2 separate regions of the Hordeum vulgare genome follow, and region 2 is linked to region 1. Evidence: chromatin contacts called from public Hi-C data. All regions are on one chromosome and are shown on one strand. The core of a region is the stretch at or near the end of the contact, and the rest is flanking DNA. Distances in the headings are between cores, read along the strand shown.

The links. Hi-C and Micro-C count contacts between places; a contact is called where the count stands out from the background.
Region 2: a Hi-C map of leaf shows a contact between it and region 1, with 3 times the contacts expected there. The contact joins the promoter of LOC123403401 here to the enhancer-like site in region 1. A contact is called at or near these places in 1 of 6 Hi-C or Micro-C datasets (leaf) and 1 of 1 datasets of contacts at active chromatin or transcription factors (embryo).

The regions. Positions count from the first base shown.
Region 1 is chr6H:399,044,068-399,048,786 of MorexV3_pseudomolecules_assembly, reverse strand. No RefSeq gene overlaps it. Among protein-coding and RNA genes, the nearest start is that of LOC123406045, 100 kb to the right of the region's middle. Within about 2 kb of position 2,551, at least 3 of the 3 cell types and tissues checked have open chromatin away from gene starts, as enhancers often do. A contact at or near this core is called in leaf, where this site is marked.
Region 2 is chr6H:399,408,143-399,412,861 of MorexV3_pseudomolecules_assembly, reverse strand. LOC123403401 (GATA transcription factor 6-like) reads right to left here and starts at 2,668. Exons shown (of 3, transcript XM_045097336.1): 1 at 2,451-2,668; 2 at 2,030-2,323; 3 at 825-1,933. The coding sequence starts at 2,609. The coding sequence ends at 1,169.

The sequences.
Region 1 (4,719 bases), core at 1,302-3,801:
ACATGATTGGCCTATATGCAAGCAATTGATTCACAGAGTTTGGTTCGGTTTGGGTCTTGGGGTTAAGCCAAGTGAATTTGCATGTTGATATCACTGCTTCATACAATGGGCATCTTGGTTTCTTCTAGCCAGCATATAGGCATGTACTCGAAGATTCAACCAAGGGCTATAGAAAACAGGGCGAGAAGACGAAGTAGGAGGAAGCCCACATCACCCACCTCCCTTCTCTCTCAGATCGACGCCGCCTCTACCATCTCCTTCATTGTCATCCCTCGCTCTTTAACACACATACCATGTTTGAGTAATATTTCACTTATAGGCCAAAGATATTTAGTGTTTGTTCAATTATCTTATGTGATGTTATGAGTAGATCGACTCTACGTGTCAATCATGACCTGGAATGTTTATTGGGTAGAACACCTAGGGTTGTGTACTCATTATATGATATTGGATTGATGGGTGTAGCGGTGATAGAAATCACCTCTCTCCCATTGCCTGTGGAATCGGGTGAGTAACAAAGACCCCATTATTTTCTTCTCGCATCCATAAGAAAACTCTTAATAACCATCATATACCTAAGGAATGTCAAGTCCAATGGTAGTGGTGTGATGAGTGTGTCAAAGAGGTATCGTGGCATGCCTAGTATAGACTTCGTCCTCGACACTATCTTATTAGTTAATCGATGAGAACTTGTTACCCCACACTAGGAAGCCGTTATTACTCGAGCATCACATAGTTTGATCTATTTAATTCATGCTCTTAGCTTTTGTTACTAGTTTAGTTGACCTATAGTATTCGCGCTCCGATCTACGATGGCAGCAAGTGCGCTATTTTCAAGCTGCGGTTTGGGTGTGAACATGATTAGAAACTACGATGACTCTAGTTGTATTGATAAGGAAAAACTAAACTTCTTTCCTCATGGTTGCTATAATATTTGTAAATACTTCTGGAAACGGTATTACGGTGATATGTGCACTTTCACACATCATGCCTCTCTCTCTCTCTCCCATCTCTCCCACCCTACACCACACACACACACACAATATATATTGAGAATCACACAAAAAGAAATATTTTTTAGGGATACAAAAGAAATAAATACAAATACGTAATATGTCTAGGGCATGGTGTTCTCCTAGCATGGTCCTCATAGAAGAGTTCGTGTGACTTATGTTGGGATGTGGACTAGTCGTGTCATCATTGTGACTATTATTTTTGAAATTTGATATGGACATGTGTTCTACAATAGAACCCTTGGTTTGTACTAAAAGTAATCAAATGACTTCATTACAAAATGACCAGTCAAGACACGGGACATCCAATCATAGCTCACATGAGGGTTCGCAAAAAAAGAAACCCATGTAAGAGCATGGCTATTAATTTCGCCTGCATATGAGTATAAAATACTATTTAAGTAAGCTATAAAATCCTTACTATGCTTGTTTTAACATGTGTAACAATGGCCTTGGGACCTCAATTGGTCCCGCAGAGGGTAATTGGACAGGGCGATTGAAAATGACAAACCAATATGTTGGGACTTTTGAAAAGAAATATTTACATGGGTTGGCCTTGTACCCTAAAGCAAAGTTGTTCATTTAAATGCATGAAGTTCAATTATCCACTCTAATGTATACCCATGATGTATACAATATTTCCTCATTTACTCATATAATCACATGTTTTGTGAGCTTAGTGTATAATTGAAGGAAAGAATCAGTACTACCCTTTATGTTACAAAAAGGCTGGTACTACTACTCTTAGGGAAACCAATATGTTGGAGTCGTTTTTTCCGCTCTTTATTTCTGTTTTTTTTTTTTCCTTTTTTTTGCGTATCTTTGTTTTTTTATCGTCCATAATTGATGAACAATTGAAGAAAACAGTTACATATTTTAATATTCTTGAACAGTTTTATAAATTTGTTACTTTTCTTAATTTTGTGAAAGCAAATTAATTAAAGCATGTTTTATAAAAATCGTAGCTTTTAGAAAAATGTACGGGCATATTCTTAATTTTTTTAACATTTTTTAAAGTATGTTTTCCTATTTTCATGATCTTTTTTAAAATCTGTGAAGTTTTTTTAGTTTTGCACTTTTCATAATTTTGTGAAAACAAATTAATTCAAGCATATTCTCTAAAACTAGTCGATTTATAAAAAGTACAGGCATATTCTTAATTTTTTGAACATTTTTAAAAAATATGTTTTCTTGCTTTCATGATCTTTTTTAAAATCTGTTATTTTTTTCTAGTTTTGCAAACTTTTTGTAATAAGTGAAGTTCTTTCTAATTTAGTATAATTTCTCATTTTCTAAACCAAATATTATGTTTATCTGCTAAATCAAAAATCCAGTTTTATGGAAACTAAAATCCTAATTTCTTTCGGCCGAACTCAATAGTCAATAAATATCTCCGGCCCATTTTAGGTCCCACAGGCGCATGTGTTTGCTCGCTAGTCTGCCGGCCTGCTCGGCAGACCCGAGCATGTTTAATGCGGCCCAAGTTCCACGGATCAAAAGCTGGCAAACTCTATTTAGCGCCACAGGCGCCAGTTACAGGCAAATGTTGCTAGCCGGCACCTGCAGCGCTTCGTAATTGGCCGGCCCATCTAGAGATCCTGTCTGTAGTTTAGTCTGTGATTTTTTTTTCCTAATTGATAACCTTTTTTGAAGTCAGTGAACTTTTTTGAAAATCGATATTAAAAAAAAAATTGGTTAACGTAATTTATAATTCGTGAACATTTTAAAAATCAATGAACTGTTCTTAAAAATTGATGAACTTTTTTGAAAATCGAAGATTTGTTTTCAAATTCTGTGAAATTTTTGAAAATTCACGAACATATTTTAAAAATCAGTGAATTTTTTTCATAATCATTGAACTTTTTTCACAAATCTGACTTTTTAAAATTCTATAAACTTTATTTTAAGTGTTTAATGATTAACACATTCTACATGGGCCGGCCCACGAGGAGAAGTGCGCACGCGCTAGTTCCCTTCACCGGCGCTGAAGGCGCCACATAGGACGTCCCTCAAAAAGTAGGAAAAGCACTAGAATCAACCGGGTGATTTTAAACTCATGTAAGCCTCCTCTCCCACGCGACACCTCGCATGGTCCATCCGTCGCTTTTCCACCCAACCTTATCTCCTTCCTCTGCTCACATTTCTTCCCCGTCTTTTTCCTTTCTCTTATCCCCAAGCACCGCAAGCCATGGCAGCAGCCACCGCACTGAGATGTGCTCCTGTCGCCACCATCACCGTGTTGCGTCGCCCCATCTGCTGCCACCGCCGCCGTGTCTGGAATCGCCGCCGGGTGCTTCACCACACCAAGATCCCTTGGCACCCCACGCCGTCGTGCTGCGTCGCAGCAATTCGACACTGTCGTCGCGTGCTTCGCCGCAGCACCCCGCCGCGATGCAATGAAGCATCATGCGTCGGTGGCCGTGCTGCAGGGAAGCTTCATCGGCGGCTCGGGTGCTGCGATGGAGCTTCGATGAGGCGGTTAGTGCAACGATGGAGCACCGCCGCGCGACGATGGCTCTGCAGTGAAGCTTCATTGGAGGTTGTCGGGATCAAAGTTGTCAGAATCGCGATTCTGAATCGGATCGGAGCTCTGTTGCTAGGGTCACGAATCATATAATCCTAACTATCAGGATCGTAGAAACTTAGATTCTATAAGCAAAATCGTAGAATCGTAGTGGGTAGTTTGGATCATAAGATCGTAAGATTTTGAAGACTTGAGTCACGATTCTGACAACTTTAGTCGGGGTGCTGCAATAGAACCCGTCACGCCGGTTGCACACTGCAGTGAAGCATCGCCAGCGGTCGTCGGCTGCTGCGATGGAACCTACCGCGTCGGCTACGCGCTACAGTGAAACATCGTCGGAGTCGCAATGAAGCGTCGCCCGAGCTGGTGAAGCTTCGACGGGTTTGCAATGAAGCATCGTGAACGCTGGAATGGAGCGTCGGCGGGCCGATCGAAGTTGTGCAGCGCTCCATGGAGTCGTTATATGATGATGTCATGAGAGTGTTTGATCGTATGGCTGAAAGTGTCTGATCATACGGCTGTCAACCCGGTTGATTTCGTAAGCCGGTTGATTTGTAGCAGCGCCTCAAAAACTATGCACAGAAACTATGCACAGGCAGGCTAAGAATTCGGTGTGCAACATGGGTCTAATAATGCTGATACGCTGTACATATTTTTCTCTGCCGAGTACAGACTGCACCCTTTTCCCTAAAAAAGAGAGAGTACATACCGTATCGTGTTGCATACTCTCTCAGGGATTTCCTCGTGTGTCATACCTGTACTCTCCTCGTGTGTCACAAAAGGAATTTCCCTCCACAAAGCCATTTCAAGCCCTTCCCATGATCTGGAAAACAATGCTGCGATCAACACATAATCTAACTTTCACGGCTGATAGATCCCACCTGTGACAAACCGCCCACCTGCTCCCCAACGGGAACAAGTATATTTGTTCGGCTGATTATTTTTTTGGCACGTCCATGATGCTTTGCATCCAGGGTTACCGACAAGACGTGAGCCTAGCGGCCTAGGTCGCCTCACCGCTAATTAACTGAACCGCGTGCGGCTAGTTCCAAACAGTAAAAAACACGGCATTTTCGCCTGCTCGGTGCGGACGACGAACGAACCGATGTTGAAGTGCTTCCCGCTATCACGCTTGGAGAAGCATGGTTCCAGAAGCATATGTTTTTGTTCTGATGGAAATGA
Region 2 (4,719 bases), core at 1,419-3,918, 360 kb before region 1:
TGAGTTCATGCTTAGCTCTTTCATGGTCGACACTTCGTTGCAAAAAAAAATGCTCGCACTTCCATGTAAGTATACAAATATATATTTTCTCAATAATCTCGTATTAAAAAAATATAATTCCAAGATGGTTATTTAATGCACGTTGTTCGTGCAAACGGACCTGCGCACCTGGTCTGGCAGGAAATTCGCATCACGAGAGGGAGCATCGCAGTACGCCCGCTGCAACCAAAGCACTACTCTGTCCGAATGGAGTATATTAAAATGCGGGATGCCCAAAATTCAAGGCACCTGGCCATGACCTTGCCAAGATAGCTCCAATGGCTAGTAGAAACGTTTCGTTCAAAGTAACTCGCGCGCCATTCGCTACGCTCTGCCAGTGCCAGGCGGTCAGTGCTGACTGGTAAAAAGGCCCCAAATACAGTACAAATATACAATTGCGTTCTTCTCGTATATACCTCAGGACTCTGGTGAAATTTTTTGGCTGGCACCCCCGTGGCCTCTAGTCCACTGGCTCCACTTTAATGCACTAGTAATTTGGGTGTCGTAGATGGGACGGTAAGGGTGCAGTTATCAGGCTACTGATTGTACGCTATATGTGCGGTGCTGTGTCCATCATCCTACTGCACATACTACGAGTTTGCAGTAATGACGGAGAGCCGTAGGCAGCAGGTGGATTTGGCACGGGGCCTGCTGAATTGCTCAGGTGAAGAGGAAGAAGGGAATCCTGCACGCCATGACACTACTACCAGACATGGTATTCTTCTGGAACCATGGGCATGGCAGCTTCCTTTAAAGAAAAACAAGGCATCTAGCTAGCTTCTTGCTTCACACCAAAGATAACCCGACCATGGACATTGCCACTTCTGCCTCTCATGATTCAAACAACTTCGAAAAGCTTTCTTCCCGAGACTCCACTAAAAAGGCGCCACCTCTACGGCAATATCCTAACAGACCAAAGCTAAACCCCAAAGCTTAGTAGAGTGGTGGTAATCCCTACACCTAACACGACCTAATAGACTCCTACTAAAACTACTTTCTAATAAGTTCTAGTAGTAGGGCAACAACTAAATAGAGGACGCCAAGAAAAATCCACGAGGAGTACGTTACAACAGACTAATCAACGACACGGCCGAAAAAGATGTACACTAGCCGCCGCGGGGAGGGGCGGCTAGAACGAGGCAACGGCCGGCGCGGCGGCGGCGACCTCGATGACGACGACGCCGACGGGGTCCTTCTTGCGGCGCATCTCCAGCACCTTGCGGTGGGAGTTGGAGTGCAGGTTGCCCACGAAGGTGGGGCTGCACGCCGGCCGGTACTCCGGGAGGAGCCGCCCCGACTTGAACCGCACGCCGCAGGCGTTGCACAGCGTCTTGGCGCCCTCCGGCCCCGCGCGCCACTGGGGCGTCTTCTGGACGCCGCAGTGGCTGCAGCGCCGGTCTCCCTGGACCGGCGGGGAGGCGGCGCCGCCCGACAGCTGTGGCGGGAGATGGCTCCTTGGCTTGCGCCCGCGCTTCTTGGGCTTGTGCTTGGACTTCTTGTTCTTGTTCTTCGTGCGTGGCGCTTCGTCCAGGAGGTTGAAGGTGGGGGAGTCCATTAGGAAAAAGGACGACAGGGAGGCCGACGAGGAGCAGGAGGAGCTGGTGGCGGACGACGACGCCGAGTCGGATATGGACGCGCCGGAGAGCGACCACACGGTGGTGCCGCGCGAGCGCTTGCTACGCTTCTTGGACCTCACCGGCACCAACGCTTCAGTGGAAAGCGCGCATATTGTCGGGGTCCGCATAGGGTCCACGGCCGGCACGGCGCTTTCCTGCGGCCGGCGGTGCTGCGGTGGCCACGCCGCTGGCGCTGGGAGCTGCGGCGGAGGCGGGAGCTCTGCCTGCGAGTCGTCCATGATACGCGACACCCACTCCAGTTCCTCCGCGTCGTGGGCCTACACAGAAAGCACGCAAAAGAAATGAATAACGCTGTAGACCTAAAATAGCGCCGTCTGGCCGGAGAAAGCAAAAAAAAGGGTCAAACGTCTTACCGGCAGGTCCATCTCCGGCGGAAGAAGCGGCATGAGCTCGTAGGAGACCGCCGACGAGCCGTGCGAGTCACTGCACTTTTCCTCCTCCTCGGTGGCCGGAGCCGTCTCGCAGAGAAAGCCGTCTTCCTTGTCCACCTCGCAGAGCTCCTCAAGGTCAAGGAGCTCCTCCACCGAGAAGCCGTCACCCAACAGCCCGGCTCCCCACGCCGTCGGCCCAGCGACCGCGGCGGCCGCCACCTCCTCGACTGCCTCGTACGGCCTGAGGCTACTTCTCAGCGCAGACATCCTCTCCGCCTGAAACCGCACCCACAGAAAGCAGGAGAGCAAGCTCTCGTCAGTTCCCTCTCTTGCTAAACAATAACCGTCTCACTCTCTCTCTCACACACACACGTCTGAGGACAGAGAGGCTATGCATGCTTACCTGCAGGGAGCCGTGGTGGTGCGCGAACGACGACGACATGGCGGAGGCGGCTGCAGAGGAGGAGGAGTGGGAAAGGGTAGGGAGGGAGGCGTTGAGGAGGTGAGGAGCAGAGGAAAAGGCAGCGGCAGGGGCGGAAGAGATGAGTGTCTGGTGGGTCATTGAATGGCTGCCAAAGTCCGTGTCCGCAACAAATGCACTGTTGCGTTATGTTGTTTTCCCCCACCCTTTTTCACCCGCTTTGCTCTCCCTCAATCACGTTGCTCCACTCCATTTCTTTTTCATCGTCAAGAAAAATAATGTTTAATTATGCACAAGTGCTAATAGTCAATAGTCATGTTTTTAGAGCAACGCCAACGTCCCGGTCCAAACGGACGATGTTTTTATTTTTTTTTGTTTATTTGGATCGACCGTCCGCTCGACGTCTGTCCTATTTCAGATTTGGATGGCAGTGCGTCCAACATCCACGACCCATTTTATGTCCGTGCACACATTTGAAAAGTAGATCAAGCCAGTGATCATGTCGTTGTCCAAATTTCATGCCGATAGCATGCCACGGTCGACATATAATGTCAGATTCAGAAAATAGTTCATGTGTGGCGCACGTGCGAGCGGTCGATACATATGTCAGCACACAAAAAGGGACGGGAGTTCGACCAGGCCATCATGGCCGTGGTCATGCCAACACACTTGCTGGCATACAAAAAAGGATGACGCTCGAAGCCATAGATCACTCGTCGTTGAACTTGAGCATGTCGGCCTGCATCTTCTCGAACCACGGTCTCTTCCTTGACGACATGGTGTTGAGATCCACCTTCATGATCTCCATCCCCGTCATCATGCTAACGAGAGCCACTTCTTTCGCCTTGGTCTTGGCATTGACGGCATGATCTCTAGCATCTTGGCATGGTTCTCCGCCTCCATCTCAAGCATCCTGATTTGCTTCTCCGCCTCCATCTCAAGCCCCCCCCCTTGAATCTCCATGAAGGCGTTCATTTTCTCTTCCTTGTCTTGTCGGTGCTTCTCCTACCTTGAATCCCTCTTGGTCATCATGCCCTCCACGGTTGCACTCAAGGAGATTGACGCCGCATCCCACTTGTCGTCCTTCTAGTAGTTGGTCTTTCCCTGCGGCCGTGGCTTCTCACCCTCCCCAACCTCCTCCACGGCTTCCTCCCCCCCCCCCAATACGTTGTGAGGGTGGCATATTGGAGCTTGAACTTCTCCTCATCTTTGATGATCCTTCAACAATGAGAAAGGTTGAAGGACTTGCCTTCATGTTGGACAACGAATGTCTCTAAAGCTTGGAACGCCTACAAATAAATTACACGCAAGTATATTAACAAATAAACATGTAAACAAAGAGGGGGTATGCATACCATGTCTTGTATGTCGATCGTGCACGGGGCGTGCTTGATGCTCTTATAAGTGGCACAAAACTTGTTGCATTCTTGTTGGATCACTTTCCATCGCTTTAAAATGGACACCCGCCCTCGCGTGCTTTGCATTTGGTACGACGTGAACTTCTTGCGTTCGCCAAACTCACGACGGACACAAATTCAAAAGGTTGATGCCTTTTGATCGGCGCCGACCTTGGGGTCTTGCCCAATGTCCCTCCAACATTCACAAAGGAGCTTGTCCTCAACCCTCGTGTATGCCTTCGTTTGTTTGCTCTTTCGCTTGGGCTGCACCTCGGTGACTTGGGTGACGAGCTCGTCCTCGAACAGAGGCTCTCCGTCAATGTCCGCCTCATCCTCTTCCTTGAGGCTATAGTCATCCGGAAACACGTGGTCGGGTGGGAAGCCGTCCAGGTCCAGGCCGACCTGATCTTGCACGAAGGCTAGCTGCATGCGAGCTTGGTCATAGGTCAACGGAGTGAACGGTCCACCACAACCGTCCTAGCTTTGGGTCTCATCAAGATCGTAACCAGAACCATTTGCGACTGCCAGAGCGCCCTCGAAGATGATGCTCTGTATGAAGTGGTTTGCCCTCTCGTTGTTGATGGCTACCGGCATTCCATCAAACAGGTTGCGGGCATCGGAGAACATGTCGGCTGACATCTCCCACGCGTGTTTCCTCGTCCCACCGGATGACGAGACATCGGCTACCGGTCTGGAGTTGAGGTCGATGTGCGCGGGGCAGGGCGCGGGCGTGGATGGCGTCATCACGCTCACCTCCAGCGAGCATTCGCCGGAGAGGCGGGAGGCCTGGGGTAGACGTAGAAGCCGGGGATCGGATGAGTTATTGATGTGTGGGTGACTGTGGTAACGCCATC